Linked DNA regions of Mus musculus: regions 2, 3, 4, 5, 6 and 7 are each linked to region 1. A link is a contact called in public Hi-C, HiCAR-type, HiChIP or PLAC-seq and promoter capture Hi-C data. All regions are on one chromosome and are shown on one strand. The core of a region is the stretch at or near the end of the contact, and the rest is flanking DNA. Distances in the headings are between cores, read along the strand shown. Region 1 holds the start of Mosmo (modulator of smoothened). Region 2 holds the start of Lyrm1 (LYR motif containing 1). Region 3 holds the start of 4930505K13Rik (RIKEN cDNA 4930505K13 gene). Region 4 holds the start of Ppp1ccb (protein phosphatase 1 catalytic subunit gamma B). Region 5 overlaps Rexo5 (RNA exonuclease 5). Region 6 holds the start of Acsm3 (acyl-CoA synthetase medium-chain family member 3). Region 7 holds the start of Tmem159 (transmembrane protein 159).

Region 1 (2,700 bases), core at 128-2,627:
TAAAAGATCTTTTTCCAATAAGGATCTCTCTACTCAACAGTGCGAACCTTTCTTTGCTCCTAAGCATGTGATACTTAGAAAGTCTCACAAAGGAGTCTCTACACATACAGTCAGAGTAAAAACAACGGTGATAATGAACTGAATGTCTGTTCACACATATAGTCAAGTACACTGTCTGGAGTCAGCAACACTTTCAGAAACAGCCCACAGGTATTACCAAACTCCACATGATTCCCAAACTCTCTTTTTATGTGTTACAATTAACAGCTCTGCTAAAACTCTACAGCCAAGACAAGTGGAATTCTTCAGTGTTATGTTAATAACCAGTACATCTGGCAGCATGATTTTGTGTTACTAGGTCTAGGTTAGAGAGGAAGAAGAAAGCAACAAATGTCCCAGCTACCGTTTTGTTTTGTTTTGTTTTAAGAGCTAAAAATATTGCTGGATAAATTGAGAACCCTATGCGGCACTTAAGAAGTTTGACAGCACAACGATACATTTTATAAGAAATCATTTGAAGGGTCCCACTCCTCATTCCCCTTCACCTTCGCTGAACAAGCAGTTCAAATACAAGACCGTTCCTTAATTCTGAGCAGTTCTCCTGACAGCTGTGTACATTAATTAAAGGTTTGGTCTCGCAGGTCTAGGTGAGAAAGAGAGAAGCAAGGGAGGGCTGGAGCTGAGAACCCTGCCAGCGCATTCACCTGGGATACCCTTCGGAAAGATGCCCGCCTCTTTCTTGAGGACACCCCACACACACACACACACACAGACACCCGCCTCCAGCGCCAACGTTCCAGCAGGCACTGCCTCTGGGGCTGCCTGCGACTCTAATGTGTTATTTAATTTTCTAACTACTATTAAGATATCTCCAGCGCGCGCGTGTGTGCGTGAGATGCGCTGGAATGAAAGATGCTCCATAAAATGAAGTTTATTATTAGTATTATTATAGCTCCCCCCAGGCCTAAAAATAAAGCAAAGACTATAACCACAGACACTTCAAAGGGGAAAGGGGGAGCCACGGCAAACAGCCTCCGCCGGCCCCCCCACCCCGGCGCCGACCTTTAACCCTCGGGATCGCCGACCCGGGGGACCGCCACCCTCCCGGCCCGCGCACGCCGCTCACCCGCCGACTCCCCGGTGTTGATCCAGTCCGGGTTGGCGATGCTGGCGATGGCGAAGATATCGGCGGCCAGAAAGAGACATCCTGAGATGATGGTCAGTTTATCCATCGCCCCGCCCCGCTCCCCCCACCCCCCACCGCAGGGCAGGCCGCGGCCTCACTCCTCGCGCCCCATGGGCCGCCGGGCCCCGGGGTCCCCGCGCCGCCGCCCTCGGCCCTCGGCCCGCGCCGCGCGCTCGCGCCCTCCGCGCCGGGACCCGCAGCCGCCGCCCGCCCCGGAACTGCTCGGCCCGCCCGCCCCTCACCCGGAAGCGAAACCGCGCGCCGGCCGGCGGCGCCCAGGACTGCCCTGCAGAGCCTTCCCGAGGGGGCGTCGGCTCAGCCCGGCGCTCGGGGCTGCTACGGTGGTTCGGGTCGGAGACCCCTGAGATCTTAAAGATTTGTCCAGTGAGAATTAGGTGCAGACTGTTCCAGAGACAAGGAAACAGTCACTGGGGAGAGAGAAAGTGGATGTCAGGTTCAGGGACCTGCAGAACGGCCCGTGTGACTAGAGAGTGAGTGGCAGGAGAAAAGGTAGGCAGAGGCCAGAGGTGGCATTCGGGGTGGGCACGCGCCTACGAATCCCAGCTCTCGGGAAGCGGAAGCTGGAAAGACACCAGTTCCATGACAACCTAGGCTAAACAGGGAGATCCTGTCTTTAAATTCACCAAATGTGTATTTGGATTTTGTTCCAGATGCAATGGGAAGGAACTGGAGGATTTTCGACCAGGATAGTGACATGACCTTATTTGGTTTGTGAAGATCTGTGGTATAAATAGATTATAATGGGGGGAGGGGCAGCGAATGTAGGGACACCAGAAATGGCCCCGCAGTCTAAGACAGAGAATTGTGGTTTTTAGTTATGGTAGTCAAGAAAGAGAAAAATGAGCAGATGTGTGTGTTTTGCAGACAGAAGGAAGAACTTGCTGATAACAGAGAAAGCGATGAAGAATAACCTGAAATGTTTGTTAGTTTGCCCCTACCAGGTGTTTAGTGATATTTACAGAGTAAGGTTGTGGGGAGAGCCTTAGATTTAGTGCATAAACAGGAAACAATAATATGAATTGTTATAATAACAGGATTTGTCTACGATTTTGCTACCCCCTGGAGGTTTCCTTCCACCGTGGCTCTCTGCTAAATCACCATTAACCCTGACTTTATATCCATCTCTTTCTTAGCACTCCATAGAGCAAATGGAGATGATTTTTCTACTTAAGTACCACCTAAGCTATCTCTAGAAAGACCTAGAAGAGCGACTTTTGTCTCTATTTTTGGGATGCCTACATGTCCACAAAACTCAGGAGGTTTCAAATTCCACCAAATCCAGCATCCTTTCGTAATGGGCACCAGTGCCACCACGTAGATTGGGGAAAATGGAGTTGATTGCTGGTCTAAAGACTTTTCAGCCCAAACATTGGTCTCTTGGGGCAAGTATTTTTTTAAAAGTGCATATTTAATTACATAATTTATTTTTCCTCTGCCATTGACACTGACTCAGGTAATTCATGTTTCCTGGGGATCCAGATAGAATGCCTATC
Region 2 (2,700 bases), core at 51-2,550, 780 kb after region 1:
TTTCTGGACATCTTCATGGGCTGTAAAATGACTCTGGACATACGTTCCAGAGAGCATAGGAGATTCCTTCCCAAACTGTTTTCTCTAGAGAAACATCTTTGGTTTCACATTCTCCCATACATTTCGTATCCAGTTCAGCATTCAGTCTGGAATGCTCAAGCTCCCAAATACATTATGAATCAATTCTCTTAATTTCCATGTTTCCACCACTGTCATCTCTCATGGCCTTAGCAACAGCCCTTTAACTACCTTCTTTTATCCAGCAGCAATTTTTTTAAATGTAAATTAAGGTTTGGTCATTCATTACACTTCAGGGAAGTAATACAAAGGCCAAAACCTTGCTATTTCTGCAACTCCAAGACTTCTTTCTCGTCTGCCTTTTGTTTAAAATGTTACCCACAAGGCAGTTCCTTCTCCCATTCTCTTTTCCTCTTAAACCTGGAAGAGGCCTTCTCACCACACCATTCAGCTTCTGGGGCAGCTGCTATTCTCTGCATTCATTTACTTATTAATGAAAAGTTCAGAAACAAGACTTCCTTCATTTTGTCATTTGCTCATCTTAGTAATGAAACTAGCCTTCATCATCACCTGAAGTCTGATTCCTACATCCGGGATCGTTTGGGTGGCCTTTCTCAAGGCCAGCACCTCTCCAGCCTCCTACAACTGCCCCGTCGCCTTCCATTTATAATCGAAAAGTCTGAAGGGTCCCAGGCAGGATCTCTCCCACGTGCCAGTTCCCTTAGGCAGGTCTCCCGAGGCCAGCAGCGATGACACCAGTCGCCCTCGCGAGGCTGGGGTCATACAGGCGCGTCTCCTAGCAACCCCACACCGGCATCTCATCCCTGGCCCTGGGAAGCCAACCCCTTTCCCCAGTCCCCCGCGACTGGAGCCGGCGTCTCCATCCTTACACTCACTCAGCGTCACTCCTGCTTTTCCCCACCCACAGGAGCCGGCTGGGAAGAGGCGGTGCCAGGAGCTCTGCCGAGCCTTGGCCACACCGGGCTGTATCCAGCAGGTCCAGTAGGCCAGGCCGGGCCAAACCACCGGGCGGACCGCTGTGTTAGCATGAGGCCCAGGTTAGAGGTCGTCTCAAACCTCCTGAAACTTCCAGATTTAGCCGACTCCCCGCCGCACTCAACAACTGAGCTAACCTCCCTCTCCTCCAGCCTTCCCTTTCACCCTTTCGTTATCCCCTTGCCCCATTTCTAGTCAGAAAATGGCCTGGCCCAGCTCCTAGCCCACCCTCCGCCGCTCCCCGCCTTGCCCTTACTTGGAGACGGCTTCGGACGTCCTCGCGTACGTCGTGACGTCACCCTCCTCGTTCCTGTCCCCGCCCCTCTCCCATTCTCTCCCTCCTCGAGCCAGCGGCCGGCGGGGTTACCGGAAGTGATGATGCAGGAGGCAATGGAGGGGGCGGGGCTTCGGGGCGGCCGCCGCCGGTGGGCTGCAGATGAGGAGGAGGCGGCGGCCGCGGTGGCAGAAAAGGCGGCGGCGGCGGGGGTAGGGAGCCTGGAAACGCAAGCGGGGATGGTAGGTAGTTTGGACCCGCCGGGCCGCCGTCGTTTCCAGAAAGGGTTTGACTGGAGGAACCTCTGGAGCAGCTGTGAGTTTGGAGGGGGGGAGTTGAGGAAAAGGGGGGAGCGTTGAGAGATGAAGGGGCGGGGGTTCGGTTCCTTCGAGAAAGGGGGTGGTGGTGGAAAGGGAGGAGTGCATATCAGCGCCTTGTCTGGACTGGTCCCTCTGGAAGAAGAGGCTGTGAGGGGAGCCTGTGGCTTGTCAAGCGCAAGGCTCCGAAAACTTACCTACTGTCCCTGCCTGTCCATCGCCAGCACCCCTCAATCCCGGGCCTGGGGACCTGGGGCTGTAGATCCCCGGGGAGGGTCTGCAGACTCTGAGCTGAAAGTCCAGGGTAAGAGCCGTGAGGTAGGAGCCCAAGGGGGAGGTGGTGGGTGAATCTGCAGCTCCCTCCCTGATTTTTCTCCCCACCCCCATCCTTTTCTGTAATCGTTAACAGCTCTGGAATTAAGGGGCTCAGACCTGAAGGCCTTTCAGTGCACCTTTGCTATAAACGATAACCATCTGTGCCTGAGGTAATGGGGCTGGAGGGTTTGCCTATATCCTGTTTAGGAAGTGGGACGGGATGACAAATGTATTGTTTTTTCCATCCCCATCTCTTATCTCCCCTCATACACACCTCTGTTTCATACTTTAATTCTCTGTGGTTAAGTGGCAGTCGTGGACACCCTCTCCCCTTTGTGGCACTTAGTACCTCAGCTACCTCTTTTGAATTTGGTGTTCAGCCTCTATCCCAGCTCCTAACTGCAAGCTTTGTAGTACTTCAGTTATGGTCTGTGTCACATTGGGGAGTACCTCACAACGCCGCCTGGCTCCCGATTATAATGAACATTTTCTTTTATGAATACTAGAATTCCAGAGCTCTTCCAAGGCATCATAAGTGGCTTCATAGCCCAGGAATCAAGGTCTCTCGCTCTAAATACTTTATATGTGAGGAATTTACATGTTGTCAACTCTTTCCAAAAATGATTTGATGTTAGGCTAATTCTGGATTTCTGTGTTTCTCTCCACCCACACTTCATGATGCACTTCAGAGAACAGAAAACCCTATATTACTGTTTTTGTTTCTACAGTTGGACAATAGCTCTTTTATGCCTGTCTCGATTTGTATGTCTTACAATCAGC
Region 3 (2,700 bases), core at 140-2,639, 520 kb after region 1:
CCGCTGCTGATTTACACACATACATCTCATACAGTGAAGGCCTTGGTGACATTATTCCATTGCTTTAAAAACACAGACACAAGCAATGAAGGGGAAGCATTGTCTTCATTTTTTACTTTTTCTTCTGCAAACAAAAACACTGATGAAAATATTTAGGTGGATAAGTTGCCTGTTGAAATTGTAATGCCCCTCAAGTATTGATAGAGCTTAATTTAGTCACATAAGTTTCAAGCTACTGAAAGCCCCATTTTTTTCTGCCAGAAAAAATAAAGACAGAATTGTTATTGTACCATCTGGTTTACATGAGGAATCTCTTGGCGTTTCTTAACAGCACATTTTATAAATGCCAAATCCCAGATGGCATACATTGTAACAGTGGGGACTTTTCTAAAGGCTTCAAAAAACAAATCCTTTAAAATTTGAATACTGGCTAGTCTAAGCAAGGACAATGAATTTAAATTCTAATGAACGAGCTGGCTTTGTTGGCAGGACAAATTCCCCCCTTCCTTTCACATTTTTTTCTCCTTCCTCATTTGTCACTGGCCTTATGACCTGGAAATTTCAATCAACAGCATTCTGCCACAAGTGAGTCACTTATATAAATCAATGACCTGAGCCCTCACTCAAAGCTCCAACTCAAAGCTCTAAATAAACTGCAGAAACAATGGTGACCCTGAGTGTCTGCAAGTCTACACCTGTACTATGGGGCTCACAAACAGGCCCCAAATCAGGCTTGAGCACCGAAGCAGACCTCACTGGAAGAACCAGGGTAAGGGATTTATCACTACGACTTTTTTTTTTCCTGCACCTGATACAAGATGCAACTGAAGTCAGCCATTGGGAGTGGGAGTGTACATGAACCATAAAGAGAATGGAAAGCCCAAAACCTAAAACAACTAGAACCAGAGAAAACAGGAACCCCTGTCCACCCCCTCTCCCCTCCCCCTCCCCTCCCCCCTCTTGTCCCAGGTCTTACCTGAAACTGTGATGATGCTGACCTCTGTAGGATAAGCCTCTGCCTCCTGGGACCAAGCTTACATGCATCTGACTCACCTGACTCCGAATTTAGCAAGGAGGAGCTGCAGCTGCTAACTAGATGAACTTGCATCTTGGCCACAATCCACATGGTCTCCATAATGCTGGGAATCAAATGCCCTTCGTTGGTGGTATAAACATGGCCTGTGGGTGTGTTTGGTTTAGTGGGTGTAGGATTTTAAAGATATTATATAAGCAAAACACTAATCCTTAAATTGAAGAAACTTAATAGACTCTGGGTACTTATGATGAAAAGCTGACGGGCATAGCAATGACCTTTGCTTGAGCTTTAACAGCACCGGGGCTTCCCAGGCCCGTTGTAGTCTTCACTGTCCCGGGCTGGAATCCTGCTCTGGTGGGCAGTTAGTCAACTGTCAGTTTTCACCATTCAGAGAAAGCTGTCTCCTTACATCCAGCCTACTTCACACACAGATTCTGGGGGGTATCAAGGAGCACTGTCAGATGCCTTATAAAAAGTTGTTTTATTTCATATTTTTACCAGCTAAACAGCTTATTATTTTTTATCGTGAAAAAATGCTAACACTAATAGGCCAAACAATCCTCCATTCTCATTTTATTTTCTCATTTTTGTCAAGGTAAACACGGTGCTATTATCTATCACCGATGACAGCTTCAGGCAAGAGGTGCAACTTCAGGGACTAGAACTTTAATTTAAAAAGCCACAAAGGAGAAAAAAAAAAGAACAAGAACAGGAGGAAATCAGACAGGACAGACCTGGAGACAAAAAGCCTCATTTTGTAACCCAAAGCCCTGCCAGACCTTAAGCTGACTCCAGAGGCTGGACATTTAACATCAGAACTAGAGGAGATGGGAACCCATGGAGGCCTCGAGTGAGAAGGTAGAGATGAACACTCAATAAAACAAGGCCACCCACACCAAGACTGAGGAGGCAGGACAGAAAGGCAGGAACATTAGGGGATGCAAGGAGGGGAAGGAACCCTCCCTCTGGACTCTCTCAGCAGCTGAAACTAAGGAATTCCTGCACAATTGACAAAATGAGCTGTTACGGTCACCTATATGGAAACAATATTCCTTTTATACAGAGATCTCACATGAGGATGCTAAAGTGGCAATGAGACATGCTTAGGGCCTAGGCATGTGTGATGGTTTGTATATGCTTGTCCTAACGAGGGGCACTATTTGGAGGTGTGGCCTTGTAGGAGTGGGTGCGTCACTGTGGGTGTGGGCTTTAAGACCCTACTCCTAGCTGCCTGAAAGCCAGTATTCTGCTAGCAGCCTTCAGATGAAGAGGTAGAACTCTCCACTCCTCCTGCATCATGCCTGCCTAGATGCTGCCATGTTCCAGCCTTGATGATAATGGACTGAACCTGTAAGCCAGCCCCAAATATATGTTGCCCTTTTTAAGACTTGCTTTGGTCATGATGTCTGTTCACATCAATAAAACCCTAACTAACACAGCATATAAGACCTTTCTCCATTCCTGCAACCTCCTGAAAATTTCACAAACAAAACTATACGTTTCATTAATAGGAAAAATAAAAGTATTTTTAATTGAAAATAGATTCTTCTTTCATATCCCGACCTCAGTTTCCTTCCCTCCACTCCTCTTCTCCCAGATCCACTCCTCCTCCATCTCCACTTCAGAAAAGAGCAGATCTCCAAGAAAGGACAGCCAAACTTGGC
Region 4 (2,700 bases), core at 43-2,542, 940 kb after region 1:
CAGACAGGTCTACCTGGGCAAGCTGACCAGCACATCACAGTTTAAAAAGGAAGGTTATGAACGCTATGTTACAAGTCCCAACCAGGCAGTGTCAAGTGACATCTATTTCTTTGCTTGCTTTGTGATCATACCCCGTGGTGGTGTGACAGGTCTCGTGGCGTTGGGCTTCTTTTTCTCTGCAGGCTTTAAAATCTGGAAGGAACACATGAGGGTCTCATCCACACTCATCATGGCGCCTGCATTGTCAAACTCGCCACAGTAGTTGGGTGCAGAAAACAGAGTGACTAACTGCCTCTTTGCAAAAAACTCATAGCCATCTTCAACCACCTGATGGGCTCTACATATAAGATCCAAATCATGCTTATGGAGAAATTTTGCAACCACTTCTGCACCAAATGTGAAGGACACTCCTCTGTCATTTTCACCCCAGCCTAAGACATCTTTATCGGGGTCAGACCACAAAAGATCACAAAGAAGACCTTGATCTGGTACATCAGTTGGTCTCATAATTCGCCGAATCTGCTCCATAGATTGAAGATCTGGTGATAAACCTCCATGACAGCAGAATATCTTCTCGTCCACGATGGCTGCTATCGGCAAGCAGTTAAAACAGTCTGTGAACGTTTTCCACAGCTTAATGTTGTATCTTCTTTTACACTCATCATAAAATCCGTAGATCCTATTGATGCTGGCGCACTCGTGGTTCCCTCTGAGAAGAAAGAAGTTCTCCGGATACTTGATTTTGTAGGCCAGCAAGAGGCAGATTGTCTCCAGGGACTGCTTGCCCCTGTCCACATAGTCCCCGAGAAACAAATAGTTGCTCTCTGGAGGAAAGCCACCGTATTCAAACAGACGGAGCAAATCATAGTACTGCCCGTGGATGTCACCACATATCTTGAGTGGTGCTTCAAGTTCTAAAAGGATAGGCTGACTGAGGAAGATCTCCCGAGACTTCAGGCAGAGTCCTCGGATCTCGTTCTCCTGGAGCTGGACATTCTTGCCTGGCTTGGACCCTCTCACTTCCAGCAGCCGTTGGATGATGCTGTCGATGTTGAGTTTGTCGATATCCGCCATCGCCGTCCCGCCGCCGACCCTCCCGCAGCAGCAGCAGCAGCGGCGCCGCCGCCCGCTCGCCCCGGGGTCTCACTCGTCCTCCTTCCTCACGCCACGAGCCCCACGAGCGGTGGTGGCGGCGGCGGCGGTGGCAGCAGCAGCCGCGGCGGGTCCACCCCCCCCAGCCGCCCCGCTCCGCTCCGGGCTTCCTCCTCCTCTCGCCACTGGGAACCACGAGCAAGCTCCACGTTTTTGCTGATCCTCCCCTCCCCCCCCACCCCCGGCCCCTTGTGTACCCTTTCACTCCCAGTAGCCCCTCTTTCCTGTCTCATGTGTTTTATTACTTCTCCTTTGCTCAATCCTCTTTTTAATGTGCCCTTTCTAGTTTCAACACCTATATCCACATTTATGTACACAAATTTACATATCCATATATACATGTATTTATATAAACATCAAAAGTTAGATTTTATATTTATATATAAGGAAAAACATGCAGTGTTTGTTATTCTGAGTCTGGATTATTTTGCTCAGCATAAAATAATTCCAGATCCATCAATTCTCCTACAAGTTTGACAATTTCATTATGGCTAAATAAAATATTGTGTGTATGTAAAAAAGAAAGAAAGAAAGAAAGAAAGAGAGAGAGAGAGAGAGAGAGAGAGAGAGAGAGAGAGAGAGAAAGAAAGAAAGAAAGAAAGAAAGAAAGAAAGAAAGAAAGAAAGAAAGAAAGAAAGAAAGAAAGAAAGGAAGGCCGACCAGGGGCCATTGGCACACACCTGCAATTCCAGCACTAAAGAGGTAGAGAGCCAGGGAGATACCAGTCTGAGGGTGACCTTGGATACATTGTGAGGTGCCTATCAAAAAAAAAAAAATCCAACTCTATTTTATGCTGTCCATGTACTCACTGGAGCAGGTCAAATTCTTAGTGGTCAGTCCCCAAGAGAGGAGCCTTTCTCAGCCTGCATCTATGCTAGAAGCCATCAACCGAGGAGACCATGGAGGTCACTAGAGAGGGGAGTGACCAGCTCTTCTGCACTCATGCCACCTCCTGTACCACAGTGGTGTGGGCTGGTGAGGGACAGGGCCAGCTCTACCAGACCACATACATCTGCATGGGCTTCAGTACCATGGGCCTCAACATGGTCTCAGGGCCCCCTCCCACCTCATCCACCACCACCAGCACACCCTGTCCCAGGCATCAGGCAAGGTGCAGACTGCCTAAGACCACATTGATCTTATAACATGCCCGGGGCCATAGTATGGACCACAGATACCAACAAGGTCTCCAGTGGTATCGTTAACCACAGTGGTTCTTCAAGGAGGCCCAATTCACAAAGTGAACCTTTCTTCCTTTTTGGGCCTCTGTTGCTGCTCAGAGCCAAGGGGAATCCTAAGGCAGGAGGCAGTTTGGGGACTGAATCTGCATCTGCATAAGCTGATACCACTGGGTGATTGACTAAGAAACAGACGGACTGCTGCTCTGGTGGCAAGTAGCAAAGCTTTACTGATTTCTACAGCTTAAAAACATGGGGTATGACTTTGCAATTTTTGCTCAAAAAATAACATTTTTACTTAGTTGCACCTGGCAGACAATATTATCATTTTGGAGTCATTTTCTCATAACAAGAACAAACTTCAGAAGAA
Region 5 (2,700 bases), core at 49-2,548, 840 kb after region 1:
CACAAAATTAAAGTCCAAGTGGATCAAAGACTTCAAGATAAAACGGATATACTAAATCTAATAGGAGAGAAAGTGGAAAAGAGCCTGAAATGGATTGGCATAGTGTGGGAAGCCGTTACAGAGTGGCAGTTAGAGTGGCAGTTACAGAGTGGCAGTTACAGAGTGGCAGTTGCAGAGTGGCAGTTGGCTACAGCTGGCCACCACACATACATAGCCAGTAAAGGTTCTTTTGCCAAGGTGAGGTTTTGAGAATTGACAAAAGTTAACCAATCAGATGAGAGACAAGTTAACCAATCAGATGAGAGACAAGTTAACCAATCAGATGAGAGACAAGTTAACCAATCAGATGAGAGAGAACGCCTGTCCTAGGCCTATAAAAGCAGCACCAGTTCTGGGCTCGAGGTCTTTTCGCCTCTACAATCAAGCTCTCCCAATAAACGTGTGCAGAAGGATCCTGTTGCAGCGTCGTTCTTCCTGGCCAGTCGAGCGCGCGCAAGAGCATAGGGGAAATTTTTTCTGAACAGAACACCAAAATGGGATCTCATGAAACTGAAAAGCTTCTGCAAGGCAAAGGACACTGACATAAGACAAAGAGCAGCTTACAGAATGGGAATAGATCTTCACCAACCCTACATCTAACAGAGGGTGATATCCAAATATATAAAGAACTCAAGGAATTAGACATTAACAAACCAAATAATCCAGTTAAAAAATGAGGTACAGAGCTAAACAGAGAGTTCTCTACAGAGGACTCTAATGGCTAGGAAACAGTTAAAGAAGTGTTCAATATCAAGGAAGTGAAAATCAAAAGGACTCTGAGATTCTTACACTTGTCAGTATGGCTAAGATCAAATACTCAAGTGACAGTTCATGTTGGTGAAGAAATAGACCAAGAGGAACACTCAGCCATTGCTTGTGGGAGAGCAAACTTGTACAATCACTCTGGAAATCAATTTGGTGGTTTCTTAGAAAACAGGAAATAGTTTTACCTCAAGACCCAGCTACACTACTCCTAGGCATATACTCAAAATATGCTCCACCATACCACAAGGACACTTGTTCAACTGTGTTCATAGTAGCTTTAACCATAATAGCCAGAAACTGGAAACAATAGATATCCCTCAACTAAAGAAAAAATAAAGAAATGTGGTACATTTACACAATGAAATATTACTCAGCTATTAAAAACAATGAAATCATGAAATTTGCAGGGAAATAGAACTAGAAGAGGTCTTCCTGAGTGACGTAACCCAGATAGAAAGATAAAGTATGTACTCACTCAAAGTAAGTACTCATTTCTAAACCATGCTACAAACCACAGAGCCAAAGAAGCTAAATAACAAGTGAGGCCCAAGGGCGGATGCTTGAATCTCACTGAGAAGGGGAAATAAAACAGACACTGGGGATCAACTGACGGAGAAAACTGGGTACGAGAAGGGGTAGGGAGGATAACAGGAGGGATCAAGTATTGAGAAGAAAGAGGGAGAGAGAATTGGCACCTCTGAGAGAAGCTAGAAAGCTAGGAAAACGGAAGCTCCCAGCAATCTCTGAGGGTAACCCCAGCTAAGACTCCTTAGCAATAGGAGATATGGACCCTGAACAGGTCATCTCCAAGACTTCCAAAGTAGGGATGGCAACACAAACCTATCCACAAAACTTTTGACCTGTAATTTTTCCTGCCTATAATATGTGCAGGGAGCAGAGATCAATGGAACAGCCAACCAATAACTGGCCAGAGATCAATGGAATGACCAACCAATAACTGGCCCAACTTGAGACCCATGCCATGGGAGAGAGCCAATCCCGGACACTGTTAATGATAGTCTGCTGTACTTGCAGAGAGGAATCTAGGGTAACTGTCATCTGAGAGGCCTCACCCAGCAGCTGATGGAAAGAGATGAAGAGAGCCACAGCTAAGCATTGGGCAGAACATGGGGAGTCTTTGGAAGAGAGGGAGGAAGGATTAAAGGAGCCAGAGAGGTCAAGAAACCACAGGAAAACCTACAGAATCAACTAACCTGGGCCCATAAGGACTCACTGAGCTTGAACCACTAAGCAGAGAACATGTATGGGATAGACATAGTTCCTCAGGGCCTTCTCTGACTCTGTTGCCTGCCTTTGGATCCCTTTCTCCTAACTGGGCTGCCTTGTCTAGCCTCAATAGAGGAAGATACACCTAGTCCTAGTACAACTTGATACACCAAGACAAGCTGATATCTATAGGAGGCCACCTCTTCTCTGAGGAGAAAGGGAAGAGAGCATGGGGTGGGGGAGAAGGAGAGACTGGGAGAAGAGGGAGAGGGAAGCTGTGATCAGGATATAAAGTAAATAAATAATAAAAAAAAAAAAACAGTATACAAAATTTACTCCAAGAGACTGGGAAATTAGAATAAGAAAAGTGCTGGCAGTGGTGGCACACACCTTTAATCCCAGCACTCGGGAGGCAGAGTTCTGAGAAACTTTCTGAGTTCGAGGCCAGCCCGGTCTACTGAGTGACTTCCAGGACAGCCAGGGCTACAGAGAAACCCTATCTCGTAAAACCAAAAAATAAATAAGTAAATAAATAAATAAAATAAGAAAAGCAGGCCTACAGTACCTTTAATATACTAAATAACTTTTTCTTTAAAAAAAAAGAAAAAAGAAAGAAAATTGAAGTTGGGTAGAGTGTGTGGTAGCGTACACCTATAATTCCAACTATTC
Region 6 (2,700 bases), core at 152-2,651, 920 kb after region 1:
CAAAACTCTCCTTCATTCAGAATCTTTCACAAGTACATTGGTGTAGCCACTGATAACTTACTCGTGTTCAAGGAAATAGCCACCCACCCATGCTCATGCAAAAACCCTCATTAAACTCGGGGAGTACAGAACAGATGTGAGAGTAGGAGTGGGAGGGCCTTCTCAGGGAGAAGAAGGGGCTTGGGGGGAGCTGGAGGGAGGTGGAAGAGAGAAATAAAGGGTGATATGATCAAAATACATTAGGTATGTATGCAATTGTCAATGAATATGCTTTTAAAAAGGACTTATCTCAATGAACATTTTTAGAAGTCACATTTTTAAAAAGAACAGAAAATTGATCAATCAGTTGGGACTTAAAATGATCTTAAGCATTTTTTTAATAGAAAAAGGAATGTCAACACCCCTTCATCAAATCCATACTATTTCTTTCTTCCCAACAAGGGCTCAGTCAGTTCCTGCCTTTTACAATGCTCTTGTCTTACAATGTCCACTTTCCTATCTGTAAAATCCCTTGCAGGTGAAAGAAAAGATCACTTCTGCATGGCAAATCTAGATTTTACACTAAGCCATGAAATCTTGCTAAGAAAAATTCTAAGAGAGGCACCACTGTCTGGATGGATGTGCTTTTGAAAGAACTTAAAGTCTCATCTGAAATAAGAACTTTGGGTCCATATAGACGGCAGGGCAGAGGGATCTTCCATCTTTCCACATCTCCACAAAGCCCTTCCCCCTGATTAGCCCAAATAACAACGGCAGATACACAGCCTCAAAGCAAAGTACAACTCCATGGTTCTCATCCACAAAAAGACCTTGTCTTAATTCCCACCCTCAATATACTGCTTTAGATTATCCCTTGTCCTGGAGAGAAGACGTTTTCAAGAGGTAGTTTGTGTACTTCTGGATAGTTAGAAGATGAACTTCCATCTGTCATTGAGCAGGGTTCAGTCAAGCTCCTACTCGCTTTTTTTTTTTTTTCCAAAACATTTTATCATGGAAACATACGAAGCCATTATTAAAACCCAAATCTCACCAAAAAGCCTAAGCTGAAAACTCAGCTGCCCTGCCAGCCATGTCCTGGGGGTGCTCTCTCCCAACCTCCTCCTCAGTGCTCCCATGGCAGCTGAAAGACTCTGAGTTTAGAAACCCCTCTGCCACCCATGGCTTCACAGAGCATTTTCTGAAGTTGCTGGTATTGTTTGCTGAACATTTATAAAGAAAACCTGCACTGTTGCAGGAAGTCTTACCCAGGAAAAGAAATTGGATCCTCACTAAAGATACTGCTTCCCACACAGCTGGAGTGATAGTAGACCCGCTTAATGGAAGAGAAAGCCAACTTCTCACCTCTGCTTTAGTGTTGGTGGTGGATCAAAGTGGACGGAGTTTGACGGAGGAGTCAGACTGGCCGGCAGTGCCTTTCCTTAATTGGTGGATATATTGGTGGGAGGAGCGTGAATGTTTACATAACCCTGGCCTGTCTTACTTAACCTTCTTAACAGGTAATGTTATCTGTACACACAGCAGAGTTTTAGTAGGCTGGGAAGGCAGTGCGTGTGCTTTTACTAGGAGGGAAAGGCTTGCTGAAAAGCAACCGGAATCCGGGGCTTACACATGCCTCACTCAGCCCTTCAGAGGTGGAGGCAGTGTTTCTCAGCTTGCCAGTGATTCAGAGAAGTGTAACAAGCCATGGTGTCTTCTCTGACCCAGACCTCACCGCTCGGCCTTCCTGCTCTGCTGTAGTCACAGCAGCCCCGCTGCTTGCCTAAGACACAGGCGTGTTCCAGCCTAGAGATCCTTGAGCTCCCGGCCTGTAACTCTTCCCACGGCCAAAGCCTCATTTGGTGAGATATCCTATCCCAGGCCTTTCTTCCCAACCTAGAAATCTTCATTGATTTTTTTCCTGCTTTTAACTTTTTTAAAAAAATTTTTTTTTCATTTCTGAACACCGACTTTGAAAATAAGAACTTTGCTTTATTTACTGATGGATCCTCAGTGTAGATATTAACTAGTAACAAATGTTAGCCATCTAGTAAATGTTTCATGTGATATGTGAACAGATGGCTCTTCCAATTGTATATGATAAAAATCCAACTCAAATTTAACTCAAATTCCAACTTAAATACTGGAATTAATAAGCTGGGCACGTTGGCCCATACTTTTAATCTCAGTGCTTGGGAGGCAGAGACAGGTGGATCTCTGAGAGTTTAGGGCTAGCCTGGTGTACACAGTGAGTTCTAGGACAGCAATGGCTTTCATAGATAAGAGCCTGTCACACAAGCAAGCAAGCAAGCAAACAAAAAATGAATTGGTCCCCTTTTAAAAATTGATCTTTTACAAATTTGATTTCTGGAAATTTACTATGTAAATAGTCACACTGTGTGTGAAGAGTGAGTTTTATTTCATCCTTTCAGATCTTTATGCTGTTTTTCTTTGCTCTGCTCCACTCCGCTCTGCTCTGCATTGCTTTGCTTTGCTTTGCTTTGCTTTGCTCTGCTCCGCTCCGCTCCGCTCCGCTCCGCTCTGCATTGCTTTGCTTTGCTCTGCTCTGCTCCGCTCCGCTCCGCTCTGCATTGCTTTGCTTTGCTTTGCTTTGCTTTGCTCTGCTCTGCTCCGCTCCGCTCCGCTCTGCATTGCTTTGCTTTGCTTTGCTTTGCTTTGCTTTGCTTTGCTTTGCTTTGCTTTGCTTTGCTTTGCTTTGCTTTG
Region 7 (2,700 bases), core at 149-2,648, 580 kb after region 1:
GCTCAGTAGATTCTATCACAGTGCCCCAAATGACTGAATATACCACTTGCCCATTATGTGCAAACACACCTTACCAGTGTCTACACTACAGAGCCTAGTATGCACACCTCCATCACACCAGCTAAAGATTCTCTCCCCTTGGTCAGGGGAGAACCAACGTCAGCACCATTATTTATGTTGTTAAAGCAGCAGCTCCGAGTTAGTGCTGAATTTAGATGGCCCCAGGCTTCAGTTTACCTAATCACATTTCTACAGCGGGCTACAAGTCAAAATACACCATTACAACTCGTCTTTGGCCTGGGAAACATGCAAATGCCACGGAACCGGTCTGGGGAGTCTGCTGAAAGCTAGGGTAGGAAGAATGCGGAGGAGGACCGCAGTCAGGCACACTCATCTACCTAGCCACCAATTTTCTGACCATCTACTCCTTCTAGGGTCCTCTTCAGAGCAGCATCACAGGGAAGGTGGGAAGGCACCACCCCAACCAGCCTAGAGGTGCCCCGCCTACTCTCCGTTTTAGGGGGCCTAACCAGGTTCTCTAAGATCGTGCTCCGCCCCTTCTAAGATTCCAAATAAAGCTTTGCCTCCGGACTCTCGCGTCTTGCAAGCAAACCGCCACCGCGAACGTTCCAGCTGCGGGTCCGGTCGAATCCCCAGATGGGGGCAGGCCTTCGGGGCGCCTGGGAATCTATCCTGGTCCCCATTTCCGATGAGGGTTGAGACTTTCTGTTCTAAGGCTAGGGATCCATGGAGGAAACCGGTGTGATGCAGATGGGGGTCTGATCACGACTACGGGGCATAGAAACTAGGAGATCCGAACTCAGGGGAATTGGGCATCTCGTCACTGATCATCTGGGGCAAACCCACCTTTGACACCTGTAGCTCCCTCCTGCTGTGGCGAATAGCACCCTTGTTGACCAATCCTAGGGAAAAGGTGCGGACGCCGAGACAAGACTTTATTTACATCTTCCCATGCACGTTTCCCAAGAGGAAGTAGGACCTCTGCGTGGGTTGGCATTGGTGGCCTTCCCCGCACGTCCCCCACCTCCGGCCCCCAATCTAGCTACTAGTGGGTAAGCACGGGATGGCTGGAAATGGTGGATGAGATCTCCCCATGAGCTCCTACCCGCGCCCAGCAACTCCAGGCGACAAAGTTCATCACCAACCCAGAAGCCGACGGCAACAACAGGCGAAGGAAGCTAGTGCTTTTCTCCCGCGACCGCCCCTGAACTCCTCCGCTTCCCAGGCCGAGCTGGGAGGCTTCAGCCAGCCGGGGTCCTCTACTCCACACCCCATCTTTGCTCTCACCTGGTGCTGGCTGCCGCGAAACCCCGCCCTGCAGCCACAGAGGGCGCAAAGCGAAGTGGAAGGAAGACAAGAAGGGACGCAGGCCTGATTAGGGGTGAAAGCTGGACCTCCTCCTCCTCACCAGCAAGCGCTCTTCCTCTAAGGCCGAAGCCCCGCCCTTTCTGCCCCGCCCCTCGCAGAGGCTCCGCCCCTCGACTCTTCCTTGCTGAGCTCTGACGCTGACCATCTGTCCAGGCTTGGGTCCCCGCCCTGCCTACCCAGCCCGACTGGGAAGGATCCGGTATCTAGATGGCTAGCCGCGCGGCTGCCACCTTTGCTAGGCCACCCTGCTTCTTCTTCCTACACACTCTAGGAACAACCCCCACAAACTTCTGGATTCTAGAGGATGACTAACGAGTAAATGAGCGCTTGGAGACAGTCTCTTCCTACAGCAGTGGCTTGGAGTGAAAGTTCTGGGGCCACATCTTAGGAGAACTGGCAACCAAAGAAGGGGTTTTAGAGACAGAACTAGTTCTGGATTTGCCCCCAGAGTTCAAGTCATACCAGTCAATCAGTTAGGTACCTCCTGTACTGGAAGGTCCTAGTCATTACGCAAATGCAAGTGTTAGCAGTTAGAGAATCTTAGAGATGGATTATCTCCGTTTTACAGTTTTGAAGACAAAAACGAAGGAAGAGCTAGAAGGATTAAGTTCACAAATAAACTCAAATCCTCGTCTCAAGGACCCGTGATAGAGACACCCATGTTTGCTGGTTCCAAGTCTGAGGTGCCTCGTTCGTTACTCAATGTCAATACTGGCATTTAAGATGGGATGAATCTGTTTCTGAGATGTCCTGTGAGCACTGTGGGCTGCTTGGTAACATTCCTGGGCTCCACCCACGAAATAAAAACAAACACATTAACAGCCCCTCCCAGCTGTGATAACTTAAAATGCTTCCCAGGGGTTGGGGATGTGGCAAGGTCAGAAGCACTGTCTTTGAGCTTAGAGCAGAAAACTACAGGCTGGGGCTGTGGAGGCCCCATCTCAGGGCCCAAGTCTGGCTACGACTGTGTGACTGTGTGCTGAAATTACCTTTCTGAGCCACGTCTTCTTTACCCATTAAATGGGGAGAAGGGCAAGCCCAGGTACTTGTCTGCTACTAAACAGGTCTGTCTTAGTCAGGGTTTTACTGTTGTGAACAGACACCATGACCCAGGCAAGTCTTACAAAAAACAACATTTAGCTGGGGCTGGCTTACAGGTTCAGAGGTTCAGTACATTATCAAGGTAGGAGCATGGCAGCATTTAGGCAGGCATGGCACAGGCAGAGCTGAGAGTTCTATGACTTCATCCAAAGGCTGCTAATGGAAGACTGACTTCCAGGCAACTAGGGTGAGGATCTTAAGCCCACACCC

The links. Promoter capture Hi-C pulls out the DNA fragments that hold promoters and counts their contacts. A called contact is a pair of places that touch in the nucleus more often than the background predicts. HiCAR-type assays count read pairs that join an accessible place to other places. HiChIP or PLAC-seq counts read pairs in DNA pulled down with a chosen protein or histone mark.
Region 2: a contact with region 1 is called in an H3K27ac HiChIP or PLAC-seq map of extraembryonic endoderm stem cells, with 6 times the contacts expected there. The contact joins the promoter of Lyrm1 here to the promoter of Mosmo in region 1. A contact is called at or near these places in 8 of 39 promoter capture datasets (the 3T3-L1 cell line, 3T3-L1-derived adipocytes, the C10 cell line and 5 more), 1 of 15 datasets of contacts at CTCF or cohesin (large pre-B cells), 2 of 484 Hi-C or Micro-C datasets (CD4 T cells and embryonic stem cells), 5 of 115 datasets of contacts at active chromatin or transcription factors (astrocytes, bone marrow-derived macrophages, extraembryonic endoderm stem cells and 2 more) and 2 of 9 other capture datasets (adipose tissue and liver).
Region 3: a contact with region 1 is called in a HiCAR-type map of astrocytes, with 2.1 times the contacts expected there. The contact joins the promoter of 4930505K13Rik here to the promoter of Mosmo in region 1.
Region 4: a contact with region 1 is called in a promoter capture Hi-C map of neutrophils, with 4 times the contacts expected there. The contact joins the promoter of Ppp1ccb here to the promoter of Mosmo in region 1. A contact is called at or near these places in 5 of 39 promoter capture datasets (hematopoietic stem and progenitor cells, hippocampal neurons, liver and 2 more) and 2 of 115 datasets of contacts at active chromatin or transcription factors (large pre-B cells and stem cell-derived neural progenitor cells).
Region 5: an H3K27ac HiChIP or PLAC-seq map of thymic regulatory T cells shows a contact between it and region 1, with 4 times the contacts expected there. The contact joins the enhancer-like site here to the promoter of Mosmo in region 1. A contact is called at or near these places in 10 of 39 promoter capture datasets (the HPC-7 cell line, HPC-7-derived erythroid cells, cranial neural crest and 7 more), 1 of 15 datasets of contacts at CTCF or cohesin (large pre-B cells) and 5 of 115 datasets of contacts at active chromatin or transcription factors (bone marrow-derived macrophages, pro-B cells, stem cell-derived neural progenitor cells and 1 more).
Region 6: an HNF4G HiChIP or PLAC-seq map of pancreatic cancer cells shows a contact between it and region 1. The contact joins the promoter of Acsm3 here to the promoter of Mosmo in region 1. A contact is called at or near these places in 2 of 39 promoter capture datasets (the C10 cell line and neutrophils) and 3 of 115 datasets of contacts at active chromatin or transcription factors (the 230-238 cell line, large pre-B cells and pancreatic cancer cells).
Region 7: a contact with region 1 is called in a Hi-C map of bone marrow-derived macrophages, with 15 read pairs. The contact joins the promoter of Tmem159 here to the promoter of Mosmo in region 1. A contact is called at or near these places in 12 of 39 promoter capture datasets (the 3T3-L1 cell line, cranial neural crest, embryonic stem cells and 8 more), 1 of 484 Hi-C or Micro-C datasets (bone marrow-derived macrophages), 7 of 115 datasets of contacts at active chromatin or transcription factors (the NIH/3T3 cell line, bone marrow-derived macrophages, cardiomyocytes and 3 more) and 1 of 9 other capture datasets (embryonic stem cells).

What each region holds. Positions count from the first base shown.
Region 1 is chr7:120,676,297-120,678,996 of GRCm38.p6, reverse strand. It overlaps Mosmo (modulator of smoothened), which reads right to left and starts at 1,377. Exons shown (of 3, transcript NM_001164580.1): 1 at 1,127-1,377. The coding sequence starts at 1,232. It also overlaps a transcript of Pdzd9 not described here.
Region 2 is chr7:119,894,461-119,897,160 of GRCm38.p6, reverse strand. It overlaps Lyrm1 (LYR motif containing 1), which reads right to left and starts at 1,300. Exons shown (of 4, transcript NM_001285959.1): 1 at 1,271-1,300. Dcun1d3 (DCN1, defective in cullin neddylation 1, domain containing 3 (S. cerevisiae)) reads left to right here and starts at 1,416. Exons shown (of 3, transcript NM_001163703.1): 1 at 1,416-1,603.
Region 3 is chr7:120,154,804-120,157,503 of GRCm38.p6, reverse strand. It overlaps 4930505K13Rik (RIKEN cDNA 4930505K13 gene), which reads right to left and starts at 1,389. Exons shown (of 3, transcript NR_130979.1): 1 at 1,312-1,389; 2 at 1,054-1,179.
Region 4 is chr7:119,738,502-119,741,201 of GRCm38.p6, reverse strand. Ppp1ccb (protein phosphatase 1 catalytic subunit gamma B) reads right to left here and starts at 1,292. Exons shown (of 2, transcript NM_001370947.1): 1 at 132-1,292. The coding sequence starts at 1,074. Gm39080 (a long non-coding RNA gene) reads right to left here. Exons shown (of 4, transcript XR_869910.2): 4 at 1,712-1,910.
Region 5 is chr7:119,834,804-119,837,503 of GRCm38.p6, reverse strand. All of the region lies in intron 15 of Rexo5 (RNA exonuclease 5), which reads right to left. Among named protein-coding and RNA genes, the nearest start is that of Rexo5, 42 kb to the right of the region's middle. Within about 2 kb of position 1,298, at least 52 of the 459 cell types and tissues checked have an H3K27ac peak or open chromatin away from gene starts, as enhancers often do. A contact at or near this core is called in the HPC-7 cell line and thymic regulatory T cells, where this site is marked.
Region 6 is chr7:119,759,624-119,762,323 of GRCm38.p6, reverse strand. Acsm3 (acyl-CoA synthetase medium-chain family member 3) reads right to left here and starts at 1,401. Exons shown (of 15, transcript NM_212442.2): 1 at 1,342-1,401.
Region 7 is chr7:120,101,124-120,103,823 of GRCm38.p6, reverse strand. It overlaps Tmem159 (transmembrane protein 159), which reads right to left and starts at 1,398. Exons shown (of 5, transcript NM_145586.1): 1 at 1,309-1,398.